Regions from separate parts of the Danio rerio genome. Here region 1 is linked to region 2. Evidence: chromatin contacts called from public Hi-C data. All regions are on one chromosome and are shown on one strand. Each heading gives the region's core, a stretch centred on a gene start, on an enhancer-like site or on the middle of the called end of the contact. The rest is flanking DNA. Distances are from core to core; before and after follow the strand shown.

What was found. A called contact is a pair of places that touch in the nucleus more often than the background predicts.
Region 1: a contact with region 2 is called in a Hi-C map of hematopoietic stem cells, with 2.8 times the contacts expected there. The contact joins the promoter of poc1b here to the promoter of rlig1 in region 2. A contact is called at or near these places in 1 of 18 Hi-C or Micro-C datasets (hematopoietic stem cells) and 1 of 4 datasets of contacts at active chromatin or transcription factors (embryo).

The regions. Positions count from the first base shown.
Region 1 is chr25:19,427,273-19,433,836 of GRCz12tu, reverse strand. poc1b (POC1 centriolar protein B) reads left to right here and starts at 2,731. Exons shown (of 12, transcript NM_200118.1): 1 at 2,731-2,867; 2 at 3,455-3,539; 3 at 3,639-3,810; 4 at 5,517-5,696; 5 at 5,789-5,896; 6 at 6,094-6,209; 7 at 6,306-6,439. The coding sequence starts at 2,853. It overlaps cep41 (centrosomal protein 41), which reads right to left and starts at 1,910. Exons shown (of 11, transcript NM_001002194.1): 1 at 1,839-1,910; 2 at 773-836; 3 at 617-664. The coding sequence starts at 1,871.
Region 2 is chr25:18,899,625-18,906,524 of GRCz12tu, reverse strand. rlig1 (RNA 5'-phosphate and 3'-OH ligase 1) reads right to left here and starts at 3,917. Exons shown (of 7, transcript NM_001008606.1): 1 at 3,728-3,917; 2 at 3,265-3,382. The coding sequence starts at 3,817. borcs5 (BLOC-1 related complex subunit 5) reads right to left here. Exons shown (of 6, transcript NM_001007052.2): 4 at 5,329-5,486; 5 at 5,067-5,244; 6 at 4,610-4,963. The coding sequence ends at 4,878.

The sequences.
Region 1 (6,564 bases), core at 1,482-3,981, 530 kb before region 2:
GATGCCAAGTGACACCGCTGGATGAGGTTATGTATATCACTTTCACTACAGACAATCTTAACAGAGGAATTACTGTAATCTACAGTACAGCAACCATCCTCTACTCATGGAGCCAGAAAGAAGGAACAAGAATTGCTTATCCCTGAGAAATCAAAAGAAACCTGTAACAAGATGACCAGTGTGGACAAGGCAGCTTTTCTTTGCTTATCAAGCGAGTAAAAATCAGTAGGGTAAGTGTATTTGGAGACAAAGTAGATGGAACAAGTCATTAAAAACGCACTTCTGTTTTTATTGTAATTGTTTTTTTTTACATGTAAACAGACATGAGATGTTTTAGATTATTGAGATGTGTTCTATATGTCGCTGCAATAAAGCATTGTGTAAAAAGCAGGCATTTGGGTACAATAAAAAGCATAGTTTTAATAAAGAAACAAATTCTCATCATATTTTGCATCCTCATCTGTTTTCACCTAATACAAATTTGCTGATTATAAACAATATGGTTTTGGTTCATTCTTCAGGTTCACTCCAAATGAATGACACGTAGGAATGATGAATGAAATGTAATTTTGAGAATTAAATGTTATAGGTAATGTTTTTTTTGCCGTGAACTTACTTTTTCTTGCCTCCTCTAGTCTCTCCATGTATTTTGTCAGGCTGGAGCCTATAAAATAAACTGGGTTTGCCATCACATACTCTATAGCATTTACAATGGATGTGATAAACTGTCAAAAGATGGTTTATGATTTAACAAAAAAAAAAAAGGTATTACCTGTATCAAGCCTTGTTTTTACATGCTGATATTTTGGGTTCTGAGGAATCTTCTTCTTTAAAAACTGGGAAAATAAGCATACATTTTAGTTAGAACATGTGAATATTAAAATATTTAGTTATGAACATTTTTGCACTTTCTATCTAAGCTTACACATAAAAAAATATTTACTTTTATCTAACCTTGCACAAAGATATCTATCTATCTATTTATCTATCTATCTATCTATCTATCTATCTATCTATCTATCTATCTATCTATCTATCTATCTATCATGCAGGACTTGACTTTTAAATTAAGTTTGAAACTTTGAATATTAGATTTATGATTTTGTTCATTAAACTGTATGGCAAATATTTGTCATTTATTTATTTATTAACTGAAAAAAAGTAGCTAAAGTAATAAAGGCTTAAGTTATTTGTTTATTTTTAGTTAACCTTGATTTCAATTAACAAAAATTATTTTAGTATTGTAATTTTCACCCTGAATGAAATAATGAAAATTGAGAATATCTAAATTATATTTAAAATAATAATATAAATAAAAATAAAACTGAAATAAAGTTTATTGAAATATCAAATAGATCACACAAATCAGGAAAAGATATTCAACAACTTCATCGTGTACATATTATGAATGACATTAGAAATCAGATACGTGTTATAATCCGTTTTGTTCTTTGGAATAAATATAACTGTTAGTTAAACCCTGTAAGTATCTCATTTCATGAAGAGAACATGGTGTTTATATGTAACAAACACGGAGTTCAACTCAGTCGTGTTCCTGAAAAAGACTGGAGGCTCTTTATGACCTGCATTCGTTTAGACGTGTATTTTATTGATAAACACAGACAGAAATACAACAGTAAAACAGCAGCACTAGAGTGATGCTGATGCTCAGTCAGGTATGTATACGTGATGGCAACGGAGGAGCAACAACACCACCGGTGTCAGATTCCCTTTAACGTTAAACACCAGCACCCATGACAAACTTTGGCGGAGACAGCTTTCAAAATACCACAGCGCATACAATATTTAGCCAATTTCCGTAAAATTAAAGCACTGACCGCTGAATCGCCAATCCCCCTCTTCACCGACATCTTCCAGCAGCAGAGCTTCGGCGGCTAATGTTAGCTACCAAAATCAAAACTCAATGGGTCGCCTTCTTGAGCAACGGCTTCACTGATTGGGCCGTTGATTTGATTATCGAATCAGCGACTGTGTCCTTAAAGCGTCTACGTTGAGGTCTTCGACTTTACCGTTTGGGGTGTTGCTAAGCAACGGCGTCATATCCAGCGTAGTTTAAACCTTTGGTTTCATTTGTTTAGCGACAGAGGGAGATTGGTGGTCGCGTTTATTCATTAAATGCTTTTGAATCTTTATACATTATCAGTCGTTTTTGTCTATTTCTTCTAAAGAGATATGGTACTGTTCAGTGTTCTACTCTTTTTAAAATCCTACTCTGGATAGAATTTCACTTTCGTTTATATTTTTATTCAGATTTTTTTTCATTTAAAAAAATAATTTGTCCTTCTAAATGCTTTGTTTCTTATTTTTTATTATATTATTTACATTTTATTGTTGTTGCTTTGACTATTGCTGTTGTCCTCTCTATTTTAATCAAAACATCTGTGTAATTTGTATGTAATGTAAATGAATATATAATGTAAGTAAGATATAATGAACATTAATCAACTCTAAGGACTGCATAATCTTTAAAAGACTAGCTTGCAAATTTCAGATTTAATCCCAACATGCCTTCTGTTTCATTATTTGAGGAGTGGTTACATTGACCGGACTGATGTCGACGTTAATTTCTCTATTTATGGTAGTATTTTGTACTTGTACAAATATATCAATCGAAATCTAAATTATTTTTTTTAAATTAAATATCCTCCATTGTTGCTCAACTAGCCGGACTGGCTCTATGATTCGAAGCGTGATTTGTTTGGTCTGAGTAAAAACGCGGTTGGTTTGACAGAAGGGAAGTGGCTCAACATGGAGGAGTTTCACTTGTTTACTTGTAAAAAGAATCACAAATTGTCCACGTTTCATACACTTTCTTGAAGTTTACCGGAATCATGGCGTCTGTAATGGTAAGATGATTTAGTAGAAACATTTTAGAGTACGGATATAGACATTTTAGATAGAGCGCTGTACCACTGTGCTGGAAAGTTTCGTGTTTGTTTGTATGTGGACATGCATAACGTTTATAGTTGTCGGGTTTACAAAATTAAAATTTAATCGATACAATTAACTAGGTCTATTAGCAAAAATACTGTGCAATTAACACAGATTAGACGTGAATCAACGGCAGTACCATTGTGTTTTGAACATGTTTATTAACAACGTTTTTGATTATTTGTAACGGTATTACCATCAATTTCAGTTTTTTCATGTTTAGATGTGTGTTGTTGACATTTTTTACATTTTTATTAGTATGTCTATATTAAAATTATTTTATTTTGACATTTATTTTAGTTTACTTAGATTTAATTCAAGTCTAATATTTTGTCTTTTGTCAGCTGAAATAGTTTAATTTGAACCATTTTAATTTTTTTATTTAAAATGGTACTTTATTATAGCTTTGATATTTTAGCTAACTTACAAAATATTTATTTATTTATTATCATTTGCTTTTTTTTTTTTTTGCTTACACTTAAAAGTTCTCTGTCTTATTCAGGAGGATCCCACCCTTGAGAGGCATTTTAAAGGTCATAAAGATGTAATTTCCTGCGCTGACTTCAACCCCAATAATAAACAGCTTGGTATGTCACATTTATCTTCATTATTTAAAATAACTCAGAATACAAAAAAATATAATTTCACTCTAGCCCCAAAATAACCTCTTACAAATAATTTTGCAGCTACTGGATCCTGTGATAAAAGCCTTATGATTTGGAACCTCGCTCCTAAAGCCCGGGCTTTCAGGTTTGTGGGTCACACAGATGTCATTACAGGCGTTAATTTTGCTCCAAGCGGTTCAATGGTGGCATCTTCATCCAGAGATCAAACAGTTCGATTGTGGACACCCAGTATGTGAGTTCAGTTGGCGCTTTATCAGTATTAATGTATTATTTTGTTATCTTTAACATTTCTAACCCAAAGTATTTTAGTTTTCTCATCCTTTGGCCATCCAAAATGCATGTGACCTTTCTTTTCCGTGTAATATAAAATAAGGTTTTTAGCTACAACATGGTCTTTTATGGTGATTCATAAAATACCAGTCAGTGGCTGCTGACATTAAGAATAATAATAATAATATATATATATATATATATATATATATATATATATATATATATATATATATATATATATATATATATATTTTTTTTTTTTTTTTTTTTTTTTCCAAGTGATGTTTAACGGAGCAAGAAATTTTTCACAGTATGTCTGATAATATTTTTTCTTCTGGAGAAAGTCTTATTTGTTTTATTTCGGCTAGAATAAAAGCAGTTTATAATTTTTTAAACACTGTTTTAAGGACAAAATTTTTACCCCTTTTAAGTTGTTTTTTTCCCAATAGTCTACAGAACAAACCATCGTTATACAAAAACTTTCCTAATTACCCTAATCTGCCTAGTTAACTTAATTAAGCCTTTAAATGTCACTTAAGCTGTATAGAAGTGTCTTAAAAAGGATATAGTCAAATATTATTTACTGTCATCATGACAAGGATGAAATAAATCAGTTATTAGAGATAAGTTATTAAAACTATTATGTTTAGAAATGTGCTGAAAAAAATCTCTTCATTAAACAGAAATTGGAAATAAACATGAATATGTTTGTTCTGCACAAAATGATTTTGCTTTGATAGTATAATTTTGAGGATTTTGTTTTATCAATATGTTTGATCTGTGCAAGAAACTGAACATTATTTACAACACTATTACAAGTTAAAGTTTGGCTAGTAAGAATTAATATGTTGCTAACCTGTTTGTAGTATGGCTAACCTCTTGTTAGCATAAATTGCCATATTGTTTTCATGTCCCAAGCATGTTTCTGCCATTTTATAGCATTAGCATTTTTCTAACTAATTTAAATTGTTAGCATGAATAAACATGCTACTAACATGATTTTGGCTTGGTTAACATGTTGTTAGCAGAAATGTTCATGTTTTTAACATAATTATCAGAATGCTAACACATTTTTAGCAGGGTTAGGATATTGGTAGCATAGTTTAACATGTTGCTTACATGAATAAACCAACCAGCGTTGATTAGCACATTACTTGCTTGTTTAGCATGATTATCATATACCTAACATTAACTTTTTACAAGCATATTTCTAGCTGCCACCATATCCTAACCTGTATAAAAGTCTGTGGGATTTTGCATAGATTTGATCATCCATTTTATACAAACTGTACATATGTAAATTGGTTTAAAAATATATAACTATGTTGTTAAAATCACATTAGTTTGAAGGTATTTAAAGCTTGATAGAGCTCTGGAAAAAACACGTTTAGAAATTTGGTCTCAGAACAAGAAGAATATGCTTAAAAAGCAGTTTAGTTCGTTAGCTTTTTCAAGTCAAGCTAAGAGATCCCCCCCCCCCCTCCAATAAATAATATTACGACCTTAATAAATCATTTACAGGTATTATTTTTATGTTCCCTGTATATGTTTCTCTTCACTCTCGAAGTGTCTGTGTCCATTGACTGAGGAAATTAAAAAGAAAATGATTTACATTTTTGGCTGAACTACTTTTTTTAATGTGTTATTTGTACATGTGCATTATAGAAAGGGTGAATCGACTGTGTTTAAAGCCCACACAGCAAGCGTTCGAAGCGTTCATTTCTCCAGAGATGGCCAAAGGCTGGTCACGGCCTCAGATGACAAGTCTGTGAAAGTATGGGGTGTTGAACGGAAAAAATTCCTCTACTCTCTCAACCGACACACCAACTGGGTGCGCTGTGCGAGGTACGAGACTGCAGATTTAACACATCTAACCTTTCCGGTTTTGTCACATAAAGTGGGATTTCTCTCACTGTCACTTGGTCTGTCCCTGTTAGGTTTTCACCAGATGGTCGTCTCATTGCTTCCTGTGGTGACGACAGGACAGTTCGCCTCTGGGATACATCCTCACATCAGTGCATCAACATTTTCACAGACTATGGAGGGTGAGAATTAAGTGTTTCTGGTCATTTTTGGAAATTTTTAAGTATCTGTATTACATTATTTCTAAATGAAATGTTAAATTTGGCTTTTTTGTCTTAATGTTTGGCTTATTTTCCAAAAAATATTATATATTTTAGCCCAAATGTAACAATACTGTCTTATTTAATTATTTGTTTACTGTCTAATATTGTCTGCTTAGGTCTGCCACATTTGTAGACTTCAACTCCAGTGGCACGTGCATTGCATCATCAGGTGCAGACAACACAATAAAAATCTGGGATATTCGTACAAACAAGTTAATACAACATTACAAAGGTACAATCTCAACTAAAATGGTTACACATTTTTGTAATTGCATTAATTTGTAATAGACTTTACATTTAATTAAGATTTTAACTTGTTTTTTTTCAGTCCATAATGCAGGAGTCAACTGCTTTTCCTTCCATCCCTCTGGAAACTATCTGATCAGTGGTTCGAGTGACAGTACAATTAAGATCTTGGACCTGCTGGAGGGGAGGCTCATCTACACTCTTCATGGCCATAAGGTGTCACTCTATTATAAATAGTGTAGAATTTGCATCCCAACTGTTTTGATGAGGAACTCATCAAATGTATTTTCTAACTTGAACAAACTGCTAGTAATAGATTTATTACAGTATTTATTCATGTT
Region 2 (6,900 bases), core at 2,668-5,167:
TAGGTAAACCTATCCTAACTGCTCCTTAACGCAAATTTCTAATCAGTCAATCACATGGCAGCTACTAAATGCATTTAGGCATGTACACATGGTCAAGATGATCTGCTGCAGTTCAATTCGAGCATCAAAATGGAGAAGAAAGGTAATTTATGCGACTTGGGGGAAAAAAAAAAAAAGATTAACTCAGGTGAGGATCGAACACGGGTCGACGGCATGGTAACGCAACATGCTGACCGCTGGACCACAATGGTGCTGTTATGATTCGGAGGCTACAGTTTGCTCATGGGGCTGCGAGACAATAAATAGGATGAGCGGAGCTGCGACAAAATATTGAATAAAAAGAGTGAGGCTATGGTCAAATAAATGAAAAAAGTGCGCCTGATGCTTTCTCCGTTCGCCATACTGGAGAGGAACAGTCTGCGCAAATGAAGCGCAGAGTTGGTGTCATCGACTCAAGCTCTCATCTGATTGGCTGAAAGGTACGAGTTGCCCTGACTCTGGCAGGAAAGTCTCAAAATTACACACACACACGTATCCAGGGGGAGTCTTACGTAAAAGAGGATTTGCACATTCTCATTCAGGATGAACTCGCTAGTTTTAAACATTCAAAACTTTTTGTACACTCTTATACATTTGCAAATGGTGTTTTGCATTTGTGAAACGTATTTTATGAAAATGTATTTTTATATTGTGCACGTGAAATTTTTTGTGTGAATATAAATAAATATTTTTTTAGGCTGGTGGTGGTCTAAATATGTGCATACAGAATCTACAGTGGGAACCCAGTACAGAATCTTAAAATGTGAATAATTTTCAAAATAAGAGATCCTGTTATGTTTTCTTTTTTTTAATACTGTCCTGAGTAAAAAAAAAAAAAAAAAAACATGCAAGCATACATACAACATTACATACAGACTGGTCCACAAGACAGGAAAATTGATTACATTATTTAAATAACCCTCTGGTTTATAAGACTGTGTGGGGTTACCTGGATGACCTGTGACCTACTATGCATGAGTCTCATGTTTTTTCTGAAGAGTTAAAGTGCCAGCTGAGTCCTCCAGATTCTTCAGTTTTCCAGCATATTTTGCATGTTTGAACTCTTTCCAGAAGTGACTGTGTGATTTTCCATACCGATGCATCTTCTCACACAGCAGATAGTTGAGAGACTCAAACAGAATTATTAAAAAAAAGTTCAAACACTCACTGATTTTCCAGAAGGAAACGTTTAGAACATTAAGTTGGTGAACACTTGAACAGAATGAAGCGTCCCCAGTTTTTCTTTTTCTGTTGAAATGTTTTCCTTTTAGTGCTGCTCTTCAGAAGCTGCAGAAGATACTTGCATAATTCCTGGAAGACGAATTAACTACAATTTACTGTGATCTTCAAATTCATAATGTTTTCACCCACCAGCTCTTAACGTTTCCTTCTGGAGCATCAGTGAGTGCTTTAATCGTTTTTTTTAATAGTGGTGTTGGAGTCTCTCATTATGAAAAGGTGGATCTCAAATCATCTCTAAATCGTACAGTGACTGCTGGAAAAGGTTCAAATATGCAGAAGATGCTGGAAAACTGGATAATCTGCAGGATATGGAGGATTTTTCTGAAGCACGGCAGCACTTTAACTGTTCACAACAAACCAAGGGACTCATGAATAAACATCACAAAGGAAAAGAACCGTCGTAGATCATCTGTTAACCACACTTGGCATTAAAAACCAAGAGATCGCTCAGTGCAGGGGTTATTTGAATAATGTCATGTTTATATGTACAAACCATTAGTTCTTAGTACTAAAGACATATTATAAAGCTTTTTTGTATTATCTCTCTTGTTTTGTCAAAATTATTAAGATTTTTACAAACTTTCACATAACCGTGTGTGTGTGTGTGTGTGTGTGTACATAAGCACCCATTAACCTGAACTACACATTTACTAATCAAATTTTGTGAATATTGTGATTTTTGTAATTTTGTAAAATAAGCTTTTTCTGCTCACAAGGCCTGTATTTATTTATCTAAAAACACATTAAAAACAGTCAAGATGTGAAAATGTTATTGCGATCTAAAATATCTGTTTTCTTATTGAATGTAATTTCAAATTTAATTTAACCATGTGATTTAATGCTGAATTTCCTGCATCATTATTCCAGTACTAGTATGATATAAACTCACTGGCCACTTTATGAGGTACATCTGTCCAACTGCTCGATAACGCAAATTTCTAATCAGCCAATCACAAGGCAGCAACACAATGCATGCTCAATGGGCATGAAGACATAGTCAAAACGATCTGCTGCAGTTCAAACCAAGCATCAAAATGGGGGAAGAAAGATGATTAAAGTGACTTTGAAGGTGGCATGGTTGTTGGTGCCAGACGGGCTGGTCTGAGTATTTCAGAAACTGCTGATCTACTGGGATTTTTATGCTCAACCATCTCTAGGGTTTACAAAGAATGGTCCGAAAAAGAGAAAATATACAGTGACATCAGAGGAGAATGGCCAGACTGGTTCGAAAGGCGACAGAAACTCAAATAACCACTCGTTACAAAAGAGGTATGCAGAAGAGCATCTCTGAATGCACAACACATCGAACCTTGAAGCAGATAGGCTACAGCAGCAGAAAAACCCCACTGGCTGGTGGTAATGGTGTGGGGTATATATTCTTGGCACACTTTGGGCCCATTAATACTAACTGAGCATCGTGTCAGTGCCACACCCTACCCGAGTATTGTTGCTGCCCATGTCCATCCCATTATGACCACAGTGTACTCATCTTCTAATGGCTCCTTCCAGCAGGATGACACGCCATGTCATAAAGCGTGAATCATCTCAGATTGGTTTCTTGAACATGACAATGAGTTCACTGTACTCTGATGGCCTCTACAGGTACCAGGTCTCAATCCAATAGAGCATATGGGATGTGGTGGAACGAGAGATTTCCATCATGGATGTGCAGCTGACAACTCTGCAGCAACTGTGTGAAACTATCATGTCAATATGGACCAAAATCTCTGAGGAATATTTCCAGTGCCTTGTTAAATCCATGCCACAAAAGATTAAGACAGTTATGGAGGCAAAGGTGGGTCTAACCTGGTACTAGTAAGGTACACCTAATAAAGTGGCTGGGGGGTGTATAGAGAGAGAGATGTTTGATATAAGCATCTGCCAAATGACTGGATGTAAATATATGATATTAATGTTTAAATCAACAATAAATCAACAACAAACATTTCACAAATGTTGACTTATTTAGGATCCAGATTGTACCATTGAATGTGGTGACATAGCAGCATGTCCCGTCAACCTTCTCAGTGGCTGCAGCACAGTGGACATCTGATGCCAGAGCAGCAGGGCTCACATTCTCAGTAGCCACAACCTGAAACTGCTGAACGGGCAGAAGAGGATGAGAGCATGTCAGATCAGCTAACAATCAAACCTATACACTATCCTCATCAACAACTAATTTCCATTCATTGTTGCTTTAATAGTTTAATGTGATTAAATAGCACTATTACCACAGTCACTTTTTATACGTGCTTTTTTAAATAAACGTATTGTCTACATTCTGACGGTGTCTCTGTGATGCGCGAGTTAAAATAAAATAACTACAAAGCAGTGATATTGACAGTAGGCAATGCCTATTTAGTAATGTTTTCCCTAGCTCATAATCACTTTAGTGATTTAATATAACGTGTACACTGACGAAAAATACAGATTCTTTTTCACCCACCTGACAGTCGCGTTTTCTGGATGGTTCGTCTCTCACTTCCGTCAGGAAAACGCATGGAATCTTCTGCTGCACTGAACCCAGACGCCGCATTATTACCGCTGTTGATCAGCTCGATTGTCAAGTTGCTTTGCAGAATTACTATGGACTGATGACATCAACACATTTTCAGATCAGCCATGCGCCCACTGCTATTTTGTTCAGATTTCCTCTCGTTCCTTAGTGTGTCATGTTCTGATCTTTGTCGCCATCTATTGGAACGGAGACTTTTCATAATGGCGCAATGTGACTTGTTTAAAACTACATCTGTTTTAAATTGTACTTTCAAATAGTTGAACTCAGAAATAAACGAAGGCTGCTTTAAAATAACAAGCTCTATTCTGCATGGAGCGTGTCGTCTAAGGGGAGCGCCATGTTGACTCTCGACTTTTGCTTATTTTTGTAAGTTTTGAATGGAAAATAAATATGTCCAGTTCAGTTAAAGAGATAGTTTACACACAAACTTAAATCTGCCCCAGCAAATGCTTATTTATTTATTTTTAGCTGAAACTGTGGTCTTTGTTGAAATTTAAAATGCCGCTCGCTTGGTTTGTCACGGTTGTGGATGATTAACTGCATCATTGAAAAAAAAAAAAACTAAAGTGCATCCGGAAAGTATTCATAGCGCTTCACTTTTTCCACATATGCACACTCTATACATATACATGATACACTCCATACTCCATACATATACAGACATGATACACTGCATACTATACCTATACACAAGATACACTATACATATACACTATATATTGTGCAACCCCCAAATTCATCAATATATTTTTTTCAAATCCCATGCCAAAAAAGTATTGTGTTTAATAAATCTCTCATGAAAACAGAAACTGTAATGCCAACAACTTTAATTACAGAGAGTCTGCAGACAACCCTAAGTGCAAGAGCATCATATGCATTAATGACTTCTCATTAAATAGCATTCTGAATGTTGTCATGCCCTTCAAGAGCACTCCATTAAGCCTATTGAGTAAATATGTACCAGAGCGCGCACACACACGCACACACACACGCACGCACGCACGCACGCACACACACACACACACACAATTGTCATTTTCAGTAATATAATTTCATCTTTTGTACCATGTAACTTCATTTAGGCCAGAAAACACCTGATCCAGGCATACGATAAGCAATCCAGTGCAAAAGTGATGCGCTCCATTGGTAACATCCAGAAGAGACCTGAGGTAGGTCAATCAGTATCAAAGTCAATCAGTATCAACACACTAAAACTTTTATTTGCTATCTCCATCAGGTTTCATGCAGAAGGGCTCCAGCCGCTCACTCTCGGGCAGCATGTTGTTGAGGCGCTCCATGAGTGGTACAGTCTGGTCGATCCCCATCTGAATACGTCTCAGAATCATCGACATCTCATTGACCTTTTGGATCTGCTCGGCGTATTTGGCGTACCGCTTTTGCCTTTCCTGCATGATGCTGAACAGCGCCTCGACTGACAGGTCCATCTGACAAAAAAAACACACACACTATTTAGTATCTTGGATGTGCTTTCTGAAATTGTTTTGCTGATTAGAAATGATGGCGAATACCTCTTTGATCCTCTTGACCAAAGCATTCTGGTCAAATGCAACAGCCTCCGCACACTGGTGCAGATGATCCTGATATCGGACACACAGTTGCAGGACCTGTGCTGAGTCCAGCTTTTCTAAACACACAGTGCTGGGGGAGGTTTGTCCACTGAGAACACCTGAGAGGATCACAACAATATTAGGATCAATTTAGGATTTATATATTAGTTACTTCCCAAATGACACACTATTCACTTAACTGTGTAGTGCATCATCCCAAATGATTTTTTTTTACTGACTGATAATTCAAACCATAATCCATTTGCCATTCCATGTGACATTCATGCAGGATCCGCGCAGCATCAATAAGGACAAACTTTCTAACCAGCATGCACCGCTTTAAGACCGTTTTTAATCGATCTGCGCAGCGCTGCATGAAGTCGAAGGCACCTTATGTGAGTGCAGGCCGTCGGGGCAGAGGGGAGAGGGGACAAGTGTGCTTCGGCATGGTTCAAGGCAACTGTACACAGTGTGAGTACGGCCTTAGTTACTGTTGCCTTTCTGAACCAGTCTGGCCATTCTCCTCTGACATCACCAGATAAAGCACCTAATTAACCTAATAAAGTGGCCAGAGAGTGTATATAGTACAAAATGCTGCTCTTATTGACTTATTGTTTTCACAAAGTAATGAAATTATTTTTTTCCTGAAGGCAGCAACCTCTCAGCTGATTCTGTAAAGTATATGGTTGTAAGAAAAAGTCAGCATGTGATTTTGATGAAATAATGATTGCAGCACAGCAGTCACAATGTACACAAAGTGGAAGTAACTTGGGTTCAGCAGAGTTGAAATAAACCCCAAAGCATCTTAAACTAAAAACCTTTACATTTACATTACCATTATAATTTACTCCCCTAATGTAAATGTAGTTGTGCCTGCTGTAACAGCAGTGTGCTCTCCTAATGAATTTCAGACACCCTTTGAGTATAATGTTTCCCATTCTACAGCTAATTACCATTTGTTTAGGGGGGTGATCAGCCCAAATGGTGAAGAAACCACAATAGTACCACATAAACCACATTAATCTCTATATTAAATAAAAGTCTTTTGCTTTGGGTTGATTTGATTGTTTTACTGAAATCGGGTAAAGTGGATTCTTATGTTAAAGCAGGACACTGTAAATAAATGCAAACAGAACCTAGTCAGTTAGTACATTTATAATATTGAAGTTTAAAATAAACATATAAACATGTCTAAGTTTAGCTCTTATTTGTTTGTAGGCATTTGAATCAATACTCGGATAAACACTTTGGAGACAGATATGTCAATTGCACATAATAAAAATGTAAAAAAATATATATATTTTGCAACTTTTTATCAAACAGTGCTGAATGCAAAGTAAACTTGAAAATACACCACAACAACAAGTCCTCAAGAGCTCCAATATGATAATTCACCAGGACAGCGACATACAAGACTTGTTTCATTCTTTTCGCTGTTATAATATAACAGAAGAAAACTGGCAGAACAGTGGCTTACTGAACTAAAAGGCTATTCAATTTCATGTTATCTATGAACTGCAAATTTATATATAA